4 separate regions of the Mus musculus genome follow, and all the other regions are linked to region 2. A link is a contact called in public HiChIP or PLAC-seq data. All regions are on one chromosome and are shown on one strand. The core of a region is the stretch at or near the end of the contact, and the rest is flanking DNA. Distances in the headings are between cores, read along the strand shown.

Region 1 (3,227 bases), core at 574-3,073, 610 kb before region 2:
TTGAACTAAGTGTTCAGTTTAATCCCTAAATTATTAGTAAAGAATGCAATATTTCTTAGTGTCTTCCTCGATTTTAAGAAAACTCAGAGGTTCCTCAAGGCAGTTATCAAAGGGTAAATTTACTTTTTAATTATATCTATTTAAAAAGTTAACATTAACTAACCACAGTAAAATTTAATTCTGTCTTAACATTTAACTCAAAGTGCTTAAGAACTTAATCAAAATATGTTGTACACATTCAGAAGTCTTTAAAGTTAAATTTATGGTTAAAAAATGGTTACCTTGGATTTATATTGTAAACTTACACTGTTTTAGTCTCATATCAAAACATAATTTTAACTATGTCAATTATATGTTGACATCAAAACCAAGCTGCACATTCTTGCCAGATGTTAGAGGTGTCAAACGCTTGTGACTTATGTTCTATTAAAGATGTATTTTAGTTCCTTTAAAGGGAAGGACTCTGAGAATTTCCTGTAAGGTTGAAAGTCAGAGATTCAGGATCAGAGATCTGGATGGCGTTTACACACTGACATTCTAAAACCAAGAACCATGAAGTAGCTTCCTTAGGATTATGCAGGGAAAGAATGGAGATGCTACGCAGAATCGAACTGTTTAGCTTGAAAAACTATCCTTTTGCACACATTTTTTACTGCTGCAAGAACTACTAAGTGAACACAGATCCATTTATGCTCATTCCTTTTCCTTTTTCAGTAGTTTCTTCCTTTTTTAAAAAAATCATCAATATTTTAAAGACAAGAATATTTGGTAATATTCTCCCCATTTTTCCTGTTTGCTAGGCTAAAGCAACTTTAAATAGATTCCTATGAATCCTTTCTCTATCATTGCCTACTGGCATCTAGCCTTACTGAACATGACTGCCTAGGAGAAAACAGATCTTTATTCTCCCCCTTTCCAGATTCTACATCTATATTTCATTTTATTACTATCTCCGACTCTCCAAATGAAAGTTTTGATAGTCCTCTTCTGGCCTTACGTGGGCCAGCAGTATTTGTCCTTGGATCTGGATGCCACAGCACAGTGTTAACACAATAAATTCTCTTAATAAAGAACATTCATACGAAGATGAGATTCCGTCATTTTTGCTTTTCTTAAACAGCACCATTTCCCATCTGTTCTGAGTTTAGAGCCAAAGCCTGCTCAAGATAAATTTAATGTGTGTGGAGATGGATGTGGAGGAGTTCAAAGACCAGCCTGCTGGCTGAGTTGTCAAATAATAGAAACATCCGTAAATTCCTTCTTCTTTTAGCCCACCCTGAGGGGAAACAAATCAGAACAACAATAGCAAACTGTTAGAACTCCACACAGGACACAATAAAGGATGAATAATTCCATTCCAAGATCCCATCTTCTTGTCTTCTACTTTGTATCTCAGAGCAAGATGCAAGAACTAAGCATCCTTTCATTGCTTTCCAAGAAATAGCATCATCCATTTTCCCTAAGACCAGTAAAGATGTATTTGCACATCACTCTTACGCTCCAACTCCTTTAATGGTTATTCTCTAACACTAATTTGTGGGGTTTGTATCACTTTTTTTGTTCAAACCTCTTGAGCAAAATCAGGGGTTCCACTTAAAAGTAAGAATATTGCTCATTTTGCTGCTCTCGCCTCTTATTATGTTCAGGACATAAAATAGAAATTCTAGCACATCCTTCATCAATGGTCTTCTATTTTCCTGGTATGGATTCTCAATGGACACTCCTTCCCCATTGGCAGCAGAGAGATTTTCTCTGTACTATGGCTGCTGGTAAGTCCCAAGAGGGACTTCCAGATGGAGCAGCTTTTCTGAACCGTCCATGCACCAATGAGCCCAGTAAAGGCTCAAAACCTGGGCTGGGAGAGCATCTTTTGTTTGTCCTCTCAAAGCCTGCTTTATCTGTGGTGAATAGATGTTGTGTTTCACTTCCCAAGGAAAAATAACACAACTGCCAATTATGTCATACTGAGATAAACTTAACTAGGTCACAATGCACTGTCTGTTTTAAATATAAATAGATTTGGTTTCAAATATTTTGCCTCACTGAATGCCCATAAGTAAAATCAGTGACTTTTCTTCCATATGATCCGTCCCTGACAGCTGTTGTGTTTGCTCAGCCCCATCGCTTTTTATACCCTGGAAGAACTTATTTGAGATTAGACTTTTTTTTTTTCATTTTGGAGTTAAATTTATTAATTATGACATCTTCCAGAATTTTTTCTCTTTTGATTTTATAGTGCTTATGAAGTTGTTTTTTTCTAGTTTTCTCTGATGTTCTGAAAAACTGTAACGTTCTGTATGGTCAGGTATTCCATTGCCTGTGACCAGTGCTTTAGCAGGGGTCTGGAACCTGAGGACAGACATATTGGAAAGACTAAAGACATTGACCACCTGTTGACTATCAATCCAGTTGCCCAAAATATCTTGAACTATTGTTATTTATACAATCTCAAGCCTACTCACCTGAGCAGTGAAATAATTGGCTATTTTATTTAAAGAATCATAATGTCAGTATACATAAGCCTTATCATTACAAAAGCCCCCTTCCTCCTTTCCCTCTCCCTCTGGGTCAGTCACACAAATACCCTCAACCATACTCTGCAACTAAAATTTAACATTAGTTTCCCCCACCCCCAGTCACAATAGCAGTTCTCTGTCACAATACCTTTTATCACTGCAGGCAGAGACATGTTCATGTACCAAGCAACTTTTCCTGATATGCATCCACTAATTCCTGATTAAGTCTCTGTTGATCAGATACAACTTCCCCATTTTATAGGTCGCTGTTGATCAGACCCAGCTTCCTGAAACAGTTATGTGAGCCAGGACCGTTGTTCTCCACACTGTGACCAGCTTACTCAGTGTGACTGTAGCTGTGCCTCTAGGGACATAAGTATGTTTCCCAAATTACCCAGGATTAACTGTCACATCTGGAGGATGAGTAGGGTTAGAGAGAGGAGAGGAGGGTTTCACTCCTTGAATGAGTCCGAAGAAGAACATAGAATTCATTCACAGGTCTTTGCCAAGTGGGAAGGGGTTTCTATGGGCCTTGCTGTGTGAAGTCACCAGTGAAACACTCATAGGCCTTTCAAATTCAATCAGTTTCCATTTCTCATCTAATCTCAGCAGGCAGCATCTTCGGAGTCAGAGGGCTTTAGCCTTAACTTTGTTCAACTGTGATACTTTGTTATCTGCTTTCCACAGTTCCACCAGCTTAATTATCATTTT
Region 2 (3,352 bases), core at 364-2,863:
CCTGCAATACATGTCTAAGGTAGTTATCATAAGGAAACCCTTGAGGTTATCTGCAAGAATTGTTTAGAAATAAAAGAACTGAAGTCAGAGGTCAAACATAAAACACATCTACAGAATGGCCTTCACATTTTTAGATCTGCATGATCCAATCCAGTAGCCACTTGCCACATGTGGATATTAAAACTTTATTCAAATTCACACAAAATTTGAAATTGTTCTTCGGTTTTACTACTATATTTCGAGATCTCAAAATCCAGATGTGGACAGTCGTTAGTATGGGCAATACAACAATATTTTCATCATCTCAGAAACCACCTTGGGCAGGGTTTGAATCAATGGCTCACCTGGGCATGATTTTCCTTCTCAGGGAACGTTTGTTAGCCTGGAGGTATTTTCACTTGTATCAAGTGAGAGAAGGGGCACACTATTCTTTGTGGAAATGTAGGGATGGTGTTAGGCATCCTGCAACCTCTACAGCAATAAATTACCCTGCCCCAAATCTCAATAGTTCTGTATTTAGAAAAAAAAAAAAAAAAACTCTAGAGCCGGGCAATGTGGTGCACGCCTTTAATCCCAGCACACGGGAGGCAGAGGCAGGCGGATTTCTGAGTTTGAGGCCATTCTGGTCTACAAAGTGAGTTCTAGGACCGCCAGGGTTACACAGAGAAACCCTGTCTAGAAAAACCAAAAAAAAAAAAAAAAAAAAAAAGAAAAGAAAAGAAAAAAGAAACAGAAGAAGAAGAAGAAGAAGAAGAAGAAGAAGAAGAAGAAGAAGAAGAAGAAGAAGAAGAAGCAGAAGCAGCAACTCTAATAGAAATCCAGTTTCTCCTTCTAATATTCATAACACAAATCACTTTCCACCCACGGTGTTTCCCCACACCAACCAAATGACTACTAACTGCATTTAGGGGACACCAGCCACTAATTCAAATCTAATGGCAGGCAGGTCCTGCAGCTAGAGGCGTAGTCCCAAGATTGTGTGGCACCCTGCCCCTCCAGCTCCACATTAGATGCAAATCTGAAGTCCCAGGTTGTTTCAAGTATACTTAATGACCAACCAGCTGGCAATTGAGGTTCAACTGAGATTCAATTAATTGGGTTAAATTAATTATCTAGCTATCTCAAAGGCGGAGAAGCAAGTTATAGTCCTTTTAAAACCTAGAGCGTTTCAAAGTGTAGTCTAATCTTTGTAGCTAAAGAATATCAAAGTGATGGCTCCCCTAACTCAGAAGCGGCTAGAAGAGGACAGACCTTCAAAAGTACAGGGGTATGATGGAAGCTCTCTTGGCCTCTCCACCCCTGCCTCCACCATCAGGCACGCGCGCGCATGCGCCGCACTTTAAGTCGCCCCTTCGGAGGCGCTCCCCCCCACCCCCCACCCCCAGGTTCGTTTCTAGCCCAGCCTCGAGTGGAAGGTGGATAGATGCTCAGGACACTTCTTTAAACCGCGAACTGTGGAACTCTACTCCAATAGAGGCCGGAGCCCCAAGTCGGAACCACATTTCCTCGCTGACTTTCTGAGCTAGCACTTCCGCCCAGAGAGGGGCTGGAATCTCCGAGACCCTTCCGGCGCTTGCGAGGGATTGAAAAGGCACTTCCGGTGTCTGTTGCCAAGGCGCCGGCCGGCCCGCGGGCCGTGAGGGCGACACTGGTGGCGTCGTCCTCTGCCCCCCATCCCCGGGGGCGAGATGTCGGGGCTCAGCCACTTAGAGTCGGAGGGCTGCCGAAACCTACTCGGCCTGCTGGACAACGACGAGATCATGGCCCTTTGCGACACCGTCACCAACCGCCTGGTGCAGCCTGTGGACCGCCAAGGTAGGCGCCGGCAGGGGCCTTGTCACCCCCAGGGGTCGGGTCCGGTCGGGTCCGGTCGGGTCCGGTTGTCGCCGAAGCCCAGGGAAGGCCTCCGGGTTGGCGCTGCACAGCTCTGCAGCCTCCCCGCCCGCCGGCCGAGCCGGGTCCCGGCGCGCTGGTGAGTCGGACCGTGGTACCGGCTGGGCAAACTTTTGCGGACATGCGGACCCGGATGAGCACCAGATGAGCCCATTCCCATGATTTTTAAGAGCATCCCAGAGTATGTTTCAGTTTTCAGTTTCGATCTCCACGGAGATCAGTCAGCTCCTGCTGTTTTCTTTCAGCCCGAAGGGAAATAATAAACACTATTTGTCAGTGTCTTAGGTAAATACCCACCGAAACAAATAAAAGGCGGACAGTTTTAATCCACGTATGTCAAGGAATGCTCAGCCTCTTCGTCCTACATTCATTCCTAGTTGGGAAGTAGCAAGACCACAGCTTCTTTTGTTTTTGTTTTTTAAATCAAAAGGTTGTATAAAAGACAAAACGGACATATGTACGTTGCATTTATAAGACATTAAAAATATCCTTACTAAAATACATTAGTGAAACGAATGTTGTTGAAAAGAAAGGGATAGAAAATGACAGACAAAACAAAAAGAAGAACACCCTCAAGCCTCCAAAACAAACCACCAAATTTAGTAGCTATTCTGAAATGGATGGGGAAAAGGTGATAGCGTCTTTAGGGAAGTTGGAAATAGGGGCATCAAAGATACTGTGTGTCTGTGGAATAAGATCTTTGGAAGGTAGATGTAATGAGTGCATTGTCTTTTTCTTTTTCTTTTTTTTAATTCTTGCTATTTTGCAGCAGTAGTCTATTTGAAAGATATTTGGTCTGTGCTTTCAGCCCAACTTTTTAGTTTAAAAACATCTTGATGCTGCTGTTTTTCAGCTTCGATTATCTGTAAAATCAGAAGTTTGACAACATTCCTTGGTATCATATATTGTGATTTTAATCATTTTTTTCAAGGTTTATGGATCTTAGGTATTTGGGGCATAGAAATACATTTTTTTTCTGGGTCAGAAATTTTCTGGGTCACTGTGTAGTCCTGGCTGTCTTTGATTCACTTTGTAGACCAGGCTGGCCTCGAACTCAAGAGATCTGGCTGCTTCTGCTGGGTCTAAGGGTGTGTACCACCACTGCCTAGCAAGGTAAAGGAAGTTTAAAATTTAAGGGATTAAAAAAGCAGACAGATGAGCCGGGCGTGGTGGCGCTCGCCTTTAATCCCAGCACTGGGGAGGCAGAGGCAGGTGGATCTCTGAGTTTGAGGCCAGCCTGGTCTACAAAGTGAGTTCCAGGACAGCCAGGGCTATACAGAGAAACTCGGTCTCGAAAAACCAAAAAAAGAAAAAGAAAAAAAAAAGCAGACAGATGGGTAAGTTCTTGCTTTTCAAGCCATAGGCCATGTTGTATAAAAGCAAGAATCAGGACAAGAGCTTAAATCATTTTCAATAAAATCAAAACTTTTGCTGAAGTTGGGCAAATTAACAAGTGCCT
Region 3 (2,872 bases), core at 327-2,826, 730 kb before region 2:
ACCAATCAGATGAGAGATAAATTAACCAATCAGATGAGAGACAAGATAACCAATCATATGAGAGAGAAGTTAACCAATCAGATGAGAGAGAAGTTAACCAATCAGATGTAGGCGTGCAAATGAGGTGGTAAGCATAACCCATGCATAACCGATCCGGGTGTGAGACACGCCTCTCCTAGGCCTATATAAGCAGCACCAGTTCTGGGCTTGGGGTCTCTTCGCCTCTGCAATCAAGCTCTCCCAATAAATGTGTGCAGAAGGATCCTGTTGCAACATCATTCTTGCTACCAAGTCAGGTTGCGCGCAAGAGCAGTAGAACATGAATAGCCATCCAGCAGATGAGAGGTAGAGGGTGCCTTGGTTTTTCAAGGCAGAGAAGGAACATCCACCATCAAATATTAAGAATTAGAAAGTAAACATTTCAAGCAATCAAGTTTTAAGAGTGGTCCTTGTACAACTGGGTGAAGGATACAAAAAAGGCTAAGCAGCAATCAGGGACAAAGTTCTATGCATGCTCAGAAAGCTGAATTCATATAAATTTTGCTCAGTGTGCAATTTCAGCTTAGAAGTGTGTCTCTTTTGACATGTCTCTGGTTTTTCTTTTTGTTATTGTTGTTTGTTTGTTTGTTTTTTAATCTCAGGAAAATGCTTCAGCCAAGTATGCCGAAAAAGCATTTGTAGGACTGGCTAAAAGACTGATGGCGTCATTACTTAGAGTTGATCCATGGACCCAAAACTTTCAGTTCTCTGCTCACTAAAATCTGACCAGTCAACTAAGTGAAAAATATCAATTTTCTTTTTTTTTTGCCTTTTTATTAGATATTTTCCTCATTTACATTTCAAATGCTATCCCCAAAGCCCCCTATACCCTGCTCCCCAACCCACCCACTCCCACTTCATGGCCCTGGCATTCCTCTGTACTGGGGCATATGATCTTCGCAAGACCAGGGCCTCTCCTCCCATTGATGGCCAACTAGGCCATCCTCTGCTACATAGGCAACTAGAGACACAGCTCTGGGGTGGGGGTTCATATTGTTGTTCCTCCTATAGGGTTACAGACCCCTTTAGCTCCTTGGGTACTTTCTCTAACTCCTTCATTAGGGGCCCTGTGTTCTATCCAATAGATGACTGTGAAAATATCAATTTTCTAAGGCAGATTTTTTTTGCTTCTCTCCAAATATTGTAACATTAAACCATAGGTTTTATAAAGCACACCAGCACTTCCAGTATGGCTATTTTTATTTTTATTTATTTTAAAAGCAGTTAAAGTTTCTTCAATTGTTTATAGTTTTTCAAGGAGGGAAATAAGTTAGAGAAAATCACTGTTGATTATGGTACATGGTCATTGTTCACCAGTAGACCCAGAATAAGAACATTAAATGAGTTTGGGTTTTATTACTTTAAGAAAACTGAACTGCAGAAAAAAATGTATGCAAAAGAAAATGTCTGCAAGAATAGCCAGAGTCAAAGTCTGTTCAAAGGGCATTTTAAGTTAAGTAAAGTAACCTCTTGCAATCAGAATAGCTTTGTGTCTTTTCTAGTGTCCTGCTTTAATAGTGCATATATCCTGGATCAACATTTATTTCAGTATACCAGCAGGTGGCACTGCCACACACTGAAACCAGAGAAACCATCCTGTTAATGTGACACTGAATTTTCCTCAAAGACAAAGCCAGTTTCAGCTTCGTCACTAAAATCTATAAATAAAAGAAATCAAACCTTAGTTCATGACTCCAGTTACTAATTATATGAGATGTCACAAAATTCAGGCAATTCTTTCTTCGGAAAAAAAAATGAAATCACATAAAAAAAAAGCAACAGAATGTATGGACATTCTTTTTCTAGGACCAATGAGTGAAACCCAGGAGCTGTGAAAAGTTTTACTTGTGTCTGTAACAACCCTTAAAGTACTATTTATTTAGAAGATACCCAGATATATGTTTTGATTAGTAAACAATTATACTCAGAATTAGGCATACATAAGAAATGGTTTAGTGAGCTGGGACGCCACCTGGTTTGGGTTATGAATGCTCCCTCTTCTAAGAATAAAGGTGGCCATCTAGCTTCCTCACCTGCAAGTACTGAACACACTCCTTCTCCGATCAATGCAGGGCTGCCTCACTCCAAGCACTCTGAACAATAGGATAAGTTGCCCCTTCCCCAACAACAATTATACTCGGGCAGTTTCTATTTAAATATACTCAGTGTATCCTGTAGGAAAGAATAGAAGACCCATCATCCTACCTGGACAGATTTTGGGTGCATGCCCAGTCAGGGACACTGAATCCTCCAAGTGAACTTGTAGAGAGAGTCCCTCATGTACCCTCTGATGTCTATGAAACTACGTACAATTGATATGAGGTGCATCGTGGGTAGAGGCATGCTCAGAAGAAAAAAAAAATTACACGAGTCTATCAATTATAATAGAGAACTATCCAAAATTCCACGTTAGTTACTTTCCTGATTCTGTAATAAGAAATAATAACCATGGGTAGTGTATAAAGGTTTACTTTGATTAGGCATCCAGAAGGGAAGTCCACAATGCCACAGGGGGCACAGCAACTTACATCCGGGCAGGAAGCTTAGAGAGCACACCCACAACCTCCAACACAAAGCAGAGAGGGAACTAAAAGTTGGGGGAAGCTATAATCTCTCAACGCCTGCTCCCTGGGACCGTCTTCCTCTAGCAAGGTTGCTCCTCCTCTCAGTGCCACCAGCTAGGGACCAAATGTTCAACTACACGCACCTACTTGAGAAACTGGTCATTCAAACCACCAGGCCTACCTCTCTATTGAACCCATAAAAAGAGACCCCAGACGATTAACTAATATTTCACTAGTGCGGCCTTCACTCATGCAGTGCATTCTGATCT
Region 4 (3,312 bases), core at 289-2,788, 700 kb before region 2:
TCATAGCTCTTTCCAGGACCAGCAGTTCCCTTGTTACTTTGTGGGGAAATGTGATAAAAAGGCATTTGTGAAATTGTAATGTATTCATGTTATGATATTTCTAACTTCCAACTCTGCATCCAGTTATGCAACCAGGTATGTCACTACAAACAATAAAATTTTGCCTTTCACCATAGGTATCAGTAAAAAATTCTTAAACTTTGAAAACCTGTGAATTCTTTGCTTTATAAATGTACTGATCTTAAAGAGTGGCCTCTTAACATGTATATTGCTTATTTTTTTATGGGTTAATTTTGATTTTCTTTAAAAAAACATGAAATCTAATATAACTTCTAGTTCTTACTCTGCTGTCCATCCTTCTGTTGACACATTTAAATCATTTGTAAATGCATTGATCCCATTTCAGCATTTTATATTAGATATTTCATTTTTATAATTTTATAAATATGCTTTGTAGTGTTTAATCTGGATCCTGATATGAAATCTCAGCAAAACATGGACTCAAGATAGAACCATTTCAAAAGTAAATCCTATTTTTTTTCTCTTCCAAATTATATGAATCTGAGAGACATGAAAAAGATTTCAACATGCCACCTGCTGGATGGTCCCTGGTGATAAATTCTCTTGTTGTTGATACATGGGATTGAAGTCTCACATGTTTTATGCTCTCTCAAATCTGTTGCCTAATTTGTTCATTTGACCTTAAGCCCCAGTGAGGAACCTGGGTGGAATTCTCAGGATTTACTGGACAGTTTACTTGAGTTGTCAGTGAATATGCATCTTAGCCTTAGACAACCTGCAGATAGTTTATCATGTTGATAACCCTCTTTGCCTTCTCTATATCCCATGAAAAGAGGAACAGATTATTCATATTTCTGCCTGGTTATGTCTGTGCCATATGCTCATAATAGTGGCACACTCAGTGCATATGCTGTAATATGTTTTGTGTTGCTTATTTTCCTTTTTAAAAACATTTTATTGAATATTTTATGTATTTACATTTCAAATGTGATCCCCTTTCCCTGTTCTACCTCTGCAACTCCTGTCTCTTACCCCCTCCCCCTACTTCTATGAGGATGCTCCCTCTCCCACCCAATCCCACCTCACCACCCTGGCATTCCCCTACACTGGGGAATTGAGCCTTCACGTGACCAAGGGTTTCCCCTCCTATCGATGCTAGACAATGGTATCCTCTGCTACATATGCAGCTGAATTCATGGTGGTTTTGCTACCTTGAAGACTCCATTTCTCTTGGCTTGGCTCAGACAATTTAATAATTATCTTAAAAATATTTTTCTCAACTGCCTGAACCCATCCAACTTTAATAAATTGCATTATGTTTTCTAGCTTCATAGCAAGTTGTGTATTCTAGCTTCCTTCCTAAAAATCTCTCATACCTGAGCCTTAAAAACATCGACACAAATGTTGGATATAGAAGCCACAAGAGGAGGGAAGGAAACATATGTTTGTGATTAAGAACACAGACTCTGGAGCCTGCGAATTCTATTTCTGTGTTTTACTGGCCCTGCGATGATTACTTAACCTCTCCATGTCATTTTCTGATATATAAAAGCAGAAGTAATGACAATGTATTCCCCATATGATTTAATATTGTTTAAACACTTGAAATTAAACCTGGCTCACAAGAAGTCCTATGACCATGTTACTTAAGATTTTATTATACGCTGAGACACAGTATGATAGTAATAAATAATGAATTCTGAAAGTTAAGAGTCTGACCTAAAGTCTCGGGTATGTTCTTTCTGAACTATGTGCCCTTTAAAACTGGTTAAACTTTCTCTACTGCCAATTTCCTTCTTTGTTTTAGCTAATGGTGAGTAATGAAAAAAATAATATTGTTTGTGAGCATGGTGTGGTAGATGGTGAATGCCAAAAAATATTAATAATTTTGTGATGAATTGGAATTAGAAAAGTTTCAAATGTGTTTTCTATAATTCTGAGAAGGGAAATATGTTGAATTTTATCTCATGAGTGAAGACAGGGTAAAGCTGGAAGACAGATCAAAATAGATATGGATTAAATATTTCTGAGTAGAGATTTCAACTAGGAATTGAACATGCATCTTACAAAAGTGGTCTTATCTAAATTAAAATTGTAGAAACCATCACCATAGTAATGATATTTGCAGCCACAAGAGGAAAAAAAAAAAAAAAACAGTCCTCTGATGATAAAATGGAGGTTGGGTAAGTGGAAGGATTGTTTTGTGTTATCTTGGGGAATTCTGAATTTTGAAGTTAAATTGAGAAGACAGAACCAGAAAATGAGACAGAAAACCTGACGGTAGAGGTACACAAATAGGTAAGCAAGAAAGCCAGGCAGGCGTGGAACCCTAGAGCCTACAGGAGGGCAATTCTTTTGCAGAAAAGAGAAGTGTTATTTGTCAAAAGCTCCTTTGCAGGCAATCTTAATGGGAGCGCAAAAGTTCTCCTTGTGTTTCATCACTTGAAGTTTGACAGCTGGTTTGGGGAGATTGATGGTGATGGAAGTTAATTTGAAAAAGAAAGTAAGGAAGTGGGCATAGTGACTTGGAGCATTTTAGAGTGATTGACTGAGAAAGGAAGCAGACAAATTCAGATTATAACTGGCCAGAAATTATGAACTGAGGCATAAAGCTTTGAACGCAAATTCTGCTACAATATATGTGTAAACTGCTGCATGGCTAAAAACATAACAGTAAAGAAATACAGCATTTCAAAAGCAGAGGAGATTGGCTATGAATAATATGTGGAATAAATTGCCACTGGTGGCTGGGACAGAGATTTCTTTACTAGGAAAGGTAAGATATTGAGTTCAAATACTGTTAGCTTATAGATTTGGAGATGGGTATAAAATCAGACTCGAATTTGCTGGTCTTGGGGTTGCCATCCTACAGTCAAAAACTTTGACCCAGATTTGTTCCTATCTAAAAGAACTGCAGGGACAAAGATGGGGAAGAAACTGAGGGAAAGGAAAGGAAGTCAGTACAGTGACTGTCCCAAATTGGGATCCAGCTCAAGGGGAGGTCTGGGGCCCTGATATTATTACTGATGCTATGGTGTGCTCACAAACAGGAGCCTAGCATAGTTGTCCTCCGAGAGGCCCAACAAGCAGCTGAAAGAGTAAGATGCAGATAACTTACACCCAACCAATGGACTTCAGCCTGTGGGGTTGAATTAGGGAAAAGGAGGAAGAAACTGAGGAGGAGGGCAAACCAATAGGATGACCAGCAGTCTCAAATAACCTGGACCCCTGAGATATCTAATATTAATATTAATATTGATTGACTGATTGATATAATGTTACTAGTTAATA

Evidence for each region. HiChIP or PLAC-seq counts read pairs in DNA pulled down with a chosen protein or histone mark.
Region 1: an H3K4me3 HiChIP or PLAC-seq map of bone marrow-derived macrophages shows a contact between it and region 2, with 6 times the contacts expected there. The contact joins the enhancer-like site here to the promoter of 4930453N24Rik in region 2. A contact is called at or near these places in 1 of 39 promoter capture datasets (pre-B cells), 4 of 115 datasets of contacts at active chromatin or transcription factors (bone marrow-derived macrophages, large pre-B cells, pro-B cells and 1 more) and 3 of 9 other capture datasets (adipose tissue, embryonic stem cells and macrophages).
Region 3: a contact with region 2 is called in an H3K27ac HiChIP or PLAC-seq map of large pre-B cells, with 8 times the contacts expected there. The contact joins the enhancer-like site here to the promoter of 4930453N24Rik in region 2. A contact is called at or near these places in 10 of 39 promoter capture datasets (the 3T3-L1 cell line, 3T3-L1-derived adipocytes, the C10 cell line and 6 more), 1 of 15 datasets of contacts at CTCF or cohesin (large pre-B cells), 8 of 484 Hi-C or Micro-C datasets (LSK cells, bone marrow-derived macrophages, cerebral cortex and 5 more), 14 of 115 datasets of contacts at active chromatin or transcription factors (CD8 T cells, DN3 thymocytes, bone marrow-derived macrophages and 10 more) and 3 of 9 other capture datasets (adipose tissue, liver and pancreatic islet).
Region 4: a contact with region 2 is called in an H3K4me3 HiChIP or PLAC-seq map of bone marrow-derived macrophages, with 4 times the contacts expected there. The contact joins the enhancer-like site here to the promoter of 4930453N24Rik in region 2. A contact is called at or near these places in 12 of 39 promoter capture datasets (the 3T3-L1 cell line, 3T3-L1-derived adipocytes, the C10 cell line and 8 more), 1 of 15 datasets of contacts at CTCF or cohesin (large pre-B cells), 11 of 484 Hi-C or Micro-C datasets (B cells, bone marrow-derived macrophages, cerebellar granule neurons and 7 more), 15 of 115 datasets of contacts at active chromatin or transcription factors (CD8 T cells, the NIH/3T3 cell line, bone marrow-derived macrophages and 11 more) and 4 of 9 other capture datasets (adipose tissue, embryonic stem cells, liver and 1 more).

What each region holds. Positions count from the first base shown.
Region 1 is chr16:65,378,052-65,381,278 of GRCm38.p6, reverse strand. No RefSeq gene overlaps it. Among named protein-coding and RNA genes, the nearest start is that of Pou1f1, 140 kb to the left of the region's middle. Within about 2 kb of position 1,823, at least 25 of the 459 cell types and tissues checked have an H3K27ac peak or open chromatin away from gene starts, as enhancers often do. A contact at or near this core is called in bone marrow-derived macrophages, pre-B cells and pro-B cells, where this site is marked.
Region 2 is chr16:64,769,200-64,772,551 of GRCm38.p6, reverse strand. It overlaps 4930453N24Rik (RIKEN cDNA 4930453N24 gene), which reads left to right and starts at 1,613. Exons shown (of 3, transcript NM_026273.2): 1 at 1,613-1,815. The coding sequence starts at 1,689.
Region 3 is chr16:65,495,970-65,498,841 of GRCm38.p6, reverse strand. No RefSeq gene overlaps it. Among named protein-coding and RNA genes, the nearest start is that of Pou1f1, 23 kb to the left of the region's middle. Within about 2 kb of position 1,576, at least 2 of the 459 cell types and tissues checked have an H3K27ac peak or open chromatin away from gene starts, as enhancers often do.
Region 4 is chr16:65,469,052-65,472,363 of GRCm38.p6, reverse strand. No RefSeq gene overlaps it. Among named protein-coding and RNA genes, the nearest start is that of Pou1f1, 50 kb to the left of the region's middle. Within about 2 kb of position 1,538, at least 13 of the 459 cell types and tissues checked have an H3K27ac peak or open chromatin away from gene starts, as enhancers often do. A contact at or near this core is called in bone marrow-derived macrophages, craniofacial prominence, macrophages and 1 more, where this site is marked.